Regions from separate parts of the Zea mays genome. Here regions 2 and 3 are each linked to region 1. The links are chromatin contacts, called in public Hi-C maps. All regions are on one chromosome and are shown on one strand. Each heading gives the region's core, a stretch centred on a gene start, on an enhancer-like site or on the middle of the called end of the contact. The rest is flanking DNA. Distances are from core to core; before and after follow the strand shown.

Region 1 (2,999 bases), core at 164-2,663:
AAACAAACAGCCACGCTGTCTCCCGAGCGCCATCGCCCAGGCCTCTGAATGTGGAAAATCTACTTTTTATTTATTTTGCTGTTTTAAGTAATATCCAAGTGACGCAATTCGAAACTTTTTGTTTACATGGATCCGTAGAGTTGCATGTTGTGTAGATTGTCTAACATCACTGGCTCCTTTTGTTTTCTCAATCACATTCTCTACGGGCTACGGCTACGCTAGCGCCACTAGTGTGCCGCCACATGGATTTGCTTTAGGGACTGCTGCTCGCAGTAAGCCAGGAGGTGCATCGCAGAGGCAAGAGGTGAAACCAAGCCAAAACAAAAAGGAAAAAGGGGTAAAGAAGCACGACGAGCAAGGCAGATACGAGATTGGCAGGCGTGCAGTAAAAAAAAAAACAAACAAACAGGGGAGGTAGAAAAAAAAGGGCCTTCCTTCAATCGTGAGGCATTCAATTGCCGGGAGAGGAGACCATGATCGCCCGACGGTGGTGTAGACGCGGGTGGCGCAGTAAAGCGACGGTAATCATCACCACCCCCTGCATTGTAAAAAGAGATATAGAAATAGAGAGAGAGAGAGAGAGGAGAGACTGTAAAAATAAAGAGAGAGTGAAGAAGAAGAAAAAAGGGGTGAAGAGGTGTGGCGCGTGATGATGAGCGAGGGAGGACCCGGAGCCGAGCCATCATTACGAATCTTGGGCCGGCTGAGGCCCATCATCATCATCATTTGAAGCCCCCCTAGCCGTACCCAGCTCGACCTCTTTCTCACTAACCATTCTGGCTCGGCCGGCCACCAGTGTCAAACCACTTGATAAAAAGTTGTCGACTAGCTAGACTACCTCCCCCCGCTCTAGAAAGTGGACGTGTGTGTGTGCGTGCGGTGGAAGGATGGAGTACAGTCGCCGGCGAGAAGCAGCGCACGTCGGGGGCCTCTCGAGATCTTGATGGCTTGAATTTCACAAGGAACGGGACAACAATTCCGGCATACTTTCAGCGTGCGGTGGCGCGCACAAGGAGAGGAGGAGGAAGAAGAAGTGTAGACGCGCGCGGCTGGGGCAGCCAGCAGCAGCGTCACGTGAGGGCAGGCCAGGCAGCCCACCTTGGCACACCCAGGCCTCATGATTAGCCACCATTTACGCCGCCCTGCCCTGCCCTGCCCTGCCCCCCCTCCTTATACGACCAAGCATCATAGCATCCCCTCTGTCCCTCTGGCTCAAGTTCAAAGGGGGTCATGAGGAGTGGCAGACTAGCGTCCCCGTCCCCCCCACCTTCTCGTACGTGCGGCGCGCCATGCCATTGCCGAGCGGGTCCGCAACCGCCCCCGCGCGTCGCCGCCGAGGCGAGGGAGATCGATCGCGGTCGCGCCTATAAATAAGCCCCACCACGCAGCACGCACCCAAGAAAAAAGCAGAGCAGTGGACTTGGCCAAGAAAAAAGCAGAGCAGTGGACTTGGCCATCGATCCTCCCAGCTGCCTGCCCCCACCAGCAATCTCCGCTGCCGGCCCCCCTTCTCCTTCTGCTAGTCGAGTGACCGACCGCGGCTTCCAACGGCGGAGGTGATCCTCTCGGTCTCGTCGCTTTTTTTCCATGGTGATGCATGCATGCGCTCAATTGGTTCCTGCATGCATGCACAATCATGGCTCCATCCATGCGTGTACATGTACATGTAGAACGCCTAGTGCTTCCCCTCCCCCTTTTTGTTCGTTTCTGCTTTACACAATCTGCTGCCCCCCAATGCCTTCGATATATTTTGAATATATATATGCCTTGGCAAGTGGCAACCAACCTTTTTATTTATTTATTTATTTATTTATTCAATAGAAGTTTCAGTATATATATCTACTGCTGCTCTGCTAGCATGCAATGCACCCTGTTCCATTTTGCATGGCCTTAACGATTTGGTCTGATGATACTCTGGAACATGGGCAGGCAAAGGCAAAGGCAAAGCGCGAGCGAGCATGGACAGACTGAACGCGAAGCTGTACCTGCAGAACTGCTTCATCATGAAGGAGAACGAGCGGCTGCGCAAGAAGGCGCTGCTGCTCAACCAGGAGAACCAGGCCCTGCTCACCGAGCTCAAGCAGCGGCGCATCGCCAAAACCAAAACGGCGGCGCCGCCCAACCACAGCGCCAACGGGAATGCGGCGGCGGCAGCAGGCCACCGCGCGCCGATCCCGGACCTCAATGCCGCCGCTCCGGGCCCGCGTGCAGCCGGCCACGAGAAGGCGGCGGCGGCGGCGTCGCCCAACAAGCCGAAGAAGGCGGTCGCCAACTGACGCGCGGCTTCATTAGTTAGTCAAAAGCTGCCTTGTAGTTATCTTTACCGGTTTGCCGCCAATTCTGGACGCATGTCAAGTCAAGAACGCCGCCTGCTTAGTTGTTTTAGCTAATGCATACTGGAGTTGCATTGCATGCCTAATGTAATGATCGAGACATATGCTGCTCTGCTCCCTTCTGGAGGGATATAGCTAGATCAGCTAGTGTGGTATATATACGTAGTTGGGTGTGTCTGCTGTATGACAGGCAGTGGTGCTTAAGGAGTGAGCTTCTTCTTCCCTGGGATCTTTAGGACAAGTAGAGCTTTCTGCTGCATGCTCCATGAGGATGTGCCAATCTAAAGCATGCATGGTGCTACCGTCTTTTTGCATGAAAAACTCGAGTACAGCGTAGGGTGGTGTCTAATAAGTGCAGTGCAAAAATATCAAATTGCTCAGCCACAAAGGAATGGAACTGACAATCATCAGGCCTGACAATTCAGAAGGCTAAGTGTTCACTTGAAATAGCCTCTTAGACTTGTACAAGTGGCATTCAGGCTCCATGAGACTACGTGACAATGCAGTAGTTTATAGGGACAGAATCACGGAACACTAAGTTTAGTCTAGTCGTTCGAATTGGTTTGTGGCTAGCTGCACCACACTTTTTCTAAGTTTAGTCGTTCGAATTGAAGAACTAACTTTAGATAGAAAAGTTAATCAAAGTGTAGTAAATTAGCTAGCGAA
Region 2 (2,999 bases), core at 231-2,730, 210 kb after region 1:
AGGAAAAGGGCAAGACACATGTTGTTCATAATGATCATATTATTCATGCTCATGCTTTACATTCTAGAGCATCACATGCTATGCATAATGTTTCTCGTGCTAGAATTGCTCATATGCTTCATGTTAAGACTAACAATGCATCAAATGGTCCGTATATGTCATATCACACTTTTGATGCATCTTATGTGCTTTCATGCAAATATGGCAAGGTTGATGCCAAATATGTCGGTCCCCGGCACAAGAACACCAAATCTTGTGTTTGGGTCCCAAAGATGCTGGTTACTAATGTAAGAGGACCTAAACCAATTTGGGTACCTAAGAACTAGGCCTAAACTTATTTTTGTAGGTTTATGCATCCGAAGGGACAAGTTAGGTAATTGATAGTGAACACACAAACCACATAACGGTAGAAATGAATGTTCACATCCTATGAAAAAGAACAATGATTCTCAAGATTCAATCACATTCGGTGATGGAAGATAAGGAAATATAATGGGTCTAAGTAAAATCGCTATCACCACCGAGCATTCTATTTGCAATGTTTTCTTAGTGGATTCACTTGACTATAATTTGTTTTCTCGTCATATCTCACAAAGCATTAAAGCAATGTCACAAATATAAGTGACATGACAAGCACTTTGCACACATACATATAGTAAAAAAGCCACAACTCAGTACCTCACAGAACAAAACAATCTAATTGAAAATGCATAAAAAATCATTGCACTTACATTCTTATCTACTCCTACTACTCGATAACCAACATAATTAGTGTTCTCTTGATCATTTTTAAGTTCTCAGCAAAACTATATATAGAGAGTGATAATTGATAAGAAACTATAAATAAGAACCATAAAATTTTAAACGACTCTAAACTATGTACCATTATATAGATTTTGATTTTAGAAAAATAATTTATTAGTTTATATTTTTTCCTAAGTTAAGATAAACTTATTATGAATTTATAAAATTAAATTTAGATTTAATCATTTTCTAGAAAAATACCGAATTTGTTGTTGATATCTAAACCTTTCTCGTTCCAATATTTTTCTATCGATTTCACTTTTCCTTTTTTATAACCGTTTTTGTTTCCGTTTAGTTTTAATTTTCGGTAAAATTTTATAGACGGGTGTCACCGTGTCAGTAACCAAAACTTACTGTTGTTTTCGGTTTCACCATGCAATGGTCCTGGTCCTGGACTGCCAGCCAGGCCACAGGCAACCCCCATCCGGACGCGGACTAGCCTACCTTTTGTCCGCCTCCGCCCCCATGACAGGATGGTGTTGGCAGAGGCAGAGCCCGCCGCGTGGGTCCATCACGAGCGGACCAGACGAGGGAAGCGCCGTCCAGAGCACGCCGCGGCAGCCGGCAGGCAGGTATGGCGATTGGCGTGGGCGGTGGGCCTCGGGTGCCATGCGCCGCTACGGTTAAAAGCCGAGAGAGCCAGCTGCCAGCCTCCGCGCTTCAGCAGCAGCGGCTTCCACTGTAGTCCCAAGCCGGCGTGACCATTCCAAATCTTCCGCACCCATCTCTCGCCGCCTCGCCTGCACCGGAGACTGGCCCTAGTGCCCGCGCGCCTGCGAGGTAAGCTTGCTCTGCTCTGCTCGCATCATCCGTCTCTTATATCCGATAATGCACGACCTGCCAAGGTTTCCGGGTGAAACCGCCTCGCCGGATTTCTGGCCTACTATGCTTCTCGTGTCACTTTCCCAGGGCTTCAGCAGTGCAGCGACTCGCTAGCTAGCCCTTTGCATCTTTCAGTCAGTGATGGAGAATAGCCTCAAGTGCCGTAGGTTTCGTGTTTCTGAAATCTGATTGCGGATGCGTAGTTTTCTTCTCGCCTCATTGAAATTTTAGTATGCGGTCAAATGTTTAGTAGTAATCTTTAAATGCGGCGGCGCATCCTCCACTGCCCTCAGGCGTCAGCGGTGGATACTAGCAACGTAGTTGTCAGTCGTCCTGAACCGAGGAGAAAATGGTCAGTTTCGATGTGTTTGTCATCTCATCTGAATGCTTTTCTATGGCGTGTTTGGTCTTGTCAATCAACCCATCTTATTCTAGATGAGGTGACGCATTATGAGTCTATCCCTCAACTTTAATTGGGTGGTATGACTTGATTCCAAACACCCTAATGTTCCGTGTTTTTCCGAAGTAGCCTGAGTCATTAGGATAGGGTCATGGGAATTCCAGTTGGGATGACAGATCCACATAGAGACTTTCCTGTAGAAGTGGAAAAGCTTATTCACTACTATGGTCCTGAAATCATGATATGTGTCATGAACCTCTAGTAAATGTTGTTGGTTGGAACTTGGTTTCTTTTCTTGATCAGGTGATTGGCTGTGATACCACTACTTGTACTTTAAGGTAGTGTTTGGTTGAGGAGCCAAGTAGAACGGAGTCGTTCCATCCCTGATTCTAGGAATGGAGCCGCTCTGTTATGTGTTTGGTAATCTGGAATGGAACGGTTCTGTTTTTTGTTTGGTTGCAGAGTGAACGGAACGGAGCGTGACTGTGAGAGCGGGATTGGAACGGAGCGGCTCCGTCCCATTGATTTTTTGGAGCGGAATGGTTCCGGATCTGAGGAGAATATTCTCTAATTGGAGTCATTCCGTTCTAGTTACTTTGTAACCAAACAACAACAAAATTGGGATAGAACGGTTCCGTTCTACTTGGCTCTTCAACCAAACACTACCTAAGGAAGTGCAGCACACAGATCAAGGTTATTGATGCAAACAAAAAAACTGATATGCAAATGCAATCATGTCCTGCTTCATAGCCTGCTATGTCCACTTTTTTGTGCTTAGTTTTAAAATGTATTGCTCTTAACCATCCGGAAAGTGGCCAGGGGAAGCACAATATGGGTTGCATGTATAAGCTAACCTTCTCTAAAAAGTTATATCTTTTGTTCGAAAGGCTTGTTTCTCTTTTCTATAGCCCTACCGGCCGACAGAGCAGCTTTCCCAAAAATGCATCCTTTATTTTGGTTTACGGGAATATTA
Region 3 (2,999 bases), core at 362-2,861, 160 kb before region 1:
CTTTGCCTTGGCAGTGTTGCTCCTACAGAAACATCTTCAACCGCCTCTGATGACTTGTTACTGATCACATCTTGGATTCTGGTTTTGCGAACCTTGACTGCGGTAGGAGATGCTGATCTCAAATTCTTCTTGGCTGAGCTCTTACTCTGCCCCTTGCTGATTTCATTTGCCTTACCAATCGAACTTCCTGCCAGTTTCTCAGGCAGCATATAAACGTTGCCCACCTTACTCTTGTCATCTTGCTCCCCGTTGGCTTGAACTGCAACAGAGCCATATAGCTTCTTGGTCGCCCCAGAATCAGAAGGGGTGGACGCCCCTGTCGGTTTTGACAGCCTCTTCATGGCTGCCATTTCCGACGCCTGGGAGATGCACATCTTCCTAAGGGCCTGCTTCAGGCTCACGGACTCCACAATCTCTGAGCCCGACACCGGCGACTTCCCGAGCCCAATAAGCCATCTATCGGTGCTCCTCTGCCCAGAAGCCCTCGCCGACGTGCGCACGTTGACCGACCTGATGAGCTGGTCAAGGTCATCCTCCAGCGAGCACGACCGCGCCCCATCCTCCTGCCCCACGGGCTTGACCCTCACTCTCAGATGCGCAGCAGGACGAGCAGCTTTCGGGTCGTCCGCCAGCTCGACTATCTCCGCGCACCCGGAAGAACCCATCCCCTTGGAGCCTTCCTGTTCCACCAGCTGCACCTTCATCTGGACGGGAGGCCGGCCGTAGAACGGCTGCCGCATTTCAAGGCACCAGCACCGGCAGTCAGTCGCGTGCACTTGGGCCAACAGAGAAGCCGCTGTCCTGGGTCGAGAGCCGCCGGCATCACGGAGCCCTGCGCAAGATCGAAACATGAAATGTGAATCAGGTAACGATGGAGAGAGAGAGAGAGACAAAACAGACGGAACTAGCACAAATGGTAGGAAAAAGCCGTTTAAAAACTCTCTAGGCCCGTAGATCTTGGTGGTGCCCAACGTCCGGCCGTTTCTCTCTTATTACCTTACCCGCTCGAAAGCTAAGATTTTTTTGCATTTTTTGTTTGTAATAAAATAAAATGGGAAATGAAGGGAGATAGCAAATGGAGCAACAGAGATGCGGTAGGTAGGTGAGGCAGGGCGGCGGTTCCGCTTCTTTTCCTAGCAAAGACGATGCAAGATCCGTTAACCCCCTCCTGGGCGTTGAGGGAGAAGACGACGCAAGCAGCCGGGGTAAACGCCCCCCCCCCCCCCCCCCCCCCCCCCCCCGACCGAAAACCTGCGGATACGCTTACGCGACTTGGACAAAGACAGCAACCCGAACCAAACCCAAGAACAGAAAGGTGGCCTGCAAGAGGTGGAGCTGGCGGGCTGAGCGGAGGATCTTACCGGACGGCGGCGGCAGCGGGGAGCTGGTGCGGCCCGCGTTCGGTCGTCGTCGGCGGCGGCGGCGGCGCGCGCTGCTCCCACCTGGAGAATCTGGGTGCGGCGGGCGAGGATTTGCGGGAGTTTTAGGCCGAAACGGCGGCGAGACTGGGGAAGTGGAGTTGAAGCTTCAAGTGGGGCGAAAGCGGCAGCGCTCTGCAGCAATGAGCGGCGCGCATCACGAGGAGCAGATGATGGCTGCCTCTCCTTGGGCCCCTTCGACCCTGTGCCCTACTCCCTCTCTCTCTCTCTCCTTCATATGTAGTCTGTCTCCGTGGGACGCGCACCTCGCAAATAGATGAAGCCCTCGCCCCTCGCCCCTCGGGGCAGTCGGCACCACCCTAGGATTTACGGCTCTTTCTTTATTGCAGGCATTTATTAACACTACCTGTAGCCTGTAGTACTAGTAGAGGCGCGCAGCGTGCTGGCTACCGTGGCCGTGCTTCGCCCCCTTTTTCCTCGTGTCCCGCAACGGCCGCACTCCCTCCCTTGTCGGTGTGCTGAAGTAAAGCAAAGAGCCATGGAAGGACTGGAGCGAAGGGGAAAAGAGACATGCGGCGGAACGGACGTGAAGTTGCCCATCGTTAAAAACTGGACGTGGCATCCGCATCTGCTTTACCTTTTCCTTTTCCCGTTGTGGAGCTGTGACAACTACTAGCCGAGAGGAGCCTGCTTTTCCTTTTGGTCGCGTTGCCGTCCCCTGCTGGAAATTCAAACCTACTACCTACATACAATGCCGTGGTGGTTGTCATAGCGTTTGTCTGTCTAGAGAGCATGCGTACTACTAGAATTGTATATTATATAGAACGAAGACGAAGAAGGGGAAAAAACCGGGCATCTCAACGCTGCCGATTAGATCTGCGCGTTGCGTGGCCCGTCGCGTCGCGCCGTCAGCAGTGTCAAATGCTTACTTACTACGGACTAACCACTGTGCCAGTAGGTAAGCAGCTCGTAGCAACTTTTTGCGCAATTTGTTTTTTTAATAAAAAAAAAATAAATCGACCTGTCTTGCTGCAGCGGTGACGCTTGCAAGTGAGCTCTCGTGAAGCCCCGTGACGACAGCCGCAGCAGCGGTGGCTTGGACCTGGATAGCTTTGGCGCCGGCGACGCACCTGACCTGGCTCCTCGCCCGGGCGCCTCGCAGCATTACGTTCACTCACTCACAGAGTCACAGGCGCCTCGTGTGCGTCTTTGCTCGCGCCGCACCCCACCACCACCGCGCCCACCGCACGATCGTCCCTGCCGCGCGAGCGCATAATCATCTATCTGTTCGTCCGAGCACCGCCGCCGACGCAAATGCGATTGTGCGACGGGCGCCCGCGGCAGGCGGCGCGACGGACGGGGTGGGCCTGCCCTGCCCTGCCCTGTGGCGCGGTGGGGGCATTTCCGTGACTGAAGGCTAGGCGCACCACGTGGGAATCTCGCACGTAGCCCTTGGGAACGCCGAACGCCCGTCATCGCGGAACGGAGTACGGCTACGGCTGTTCGGAGCAGCAGGCATGTAAGCGTCCTAATTTTTTTTTGTATTTTAGCCCTTAAACAGAAGTAAAATCACGTTTAGACCTAAAAAAATTTTAAATGCAGTTTTGGACCCTTAGCTCG

What was found. Hi-C and Micro-C count contacts between places; a contact is called where the count stands out from the background.
Region 2: a contact with region 1 is called in a Hi-C map of ear, with 2.9 times the contacts expected there. The contact joins the promoter of LOC100283643 here to the promoter of LOC100276735 in region 1. A contact is called at or near these places in 2 of 25 Hi-C or Micro-C datasets (ear and tassel).
Region 3: a Hi-C map of ear shows a contact between it and region 1, with 4 times the contacts expected there. The contact joins the promoter of LOC100383516 here to the promoter of LOC100276735 in region 1. A contact is called at or near these places in 6 of 25 Hi-C or Micro-C datasets (bundle sheath, ear, leaf and 1 more).

Annotation. Positions count from the first base shown.
Region 1 is chr10:116,487,283-116,490,281 of Zm-B73-REFERENCE-NAM-5.0, forward strand. LOC100276735 reads left to right here and starts at 1,414. Exons shown (of 2, transcript NM_001150452.2): 1 at 1,414-1,556; 2 at 1,930-2,534. The coding sequence starts at 1,959. The coding sequence ends at 2,276.
Region 2 is chr10:116,701,671-116,704,669 of Zm-B73-REFERENCE-NAM-5.0, forward strand. It overlaps LOC100283643 (ferredoxin-3), which reads left to right and starts at 1,481. Exons shown (of 2, transcript NM_001156544.2): 1 at 1,481-1,584.
Region 3 is chr10:116,330,681-116,333,679 of Zm-B73-REFERENCE-NAM-5.0, forward strand. It overlaps LOC100383516 (putative protein kinase superfamily protein), which reads right to left and starts at 1,612. Exons shown (of 3, transcript NM_001176164.1): 1 at 1,362-1,612; 2 at 1-832. The coding sequence starts at 740.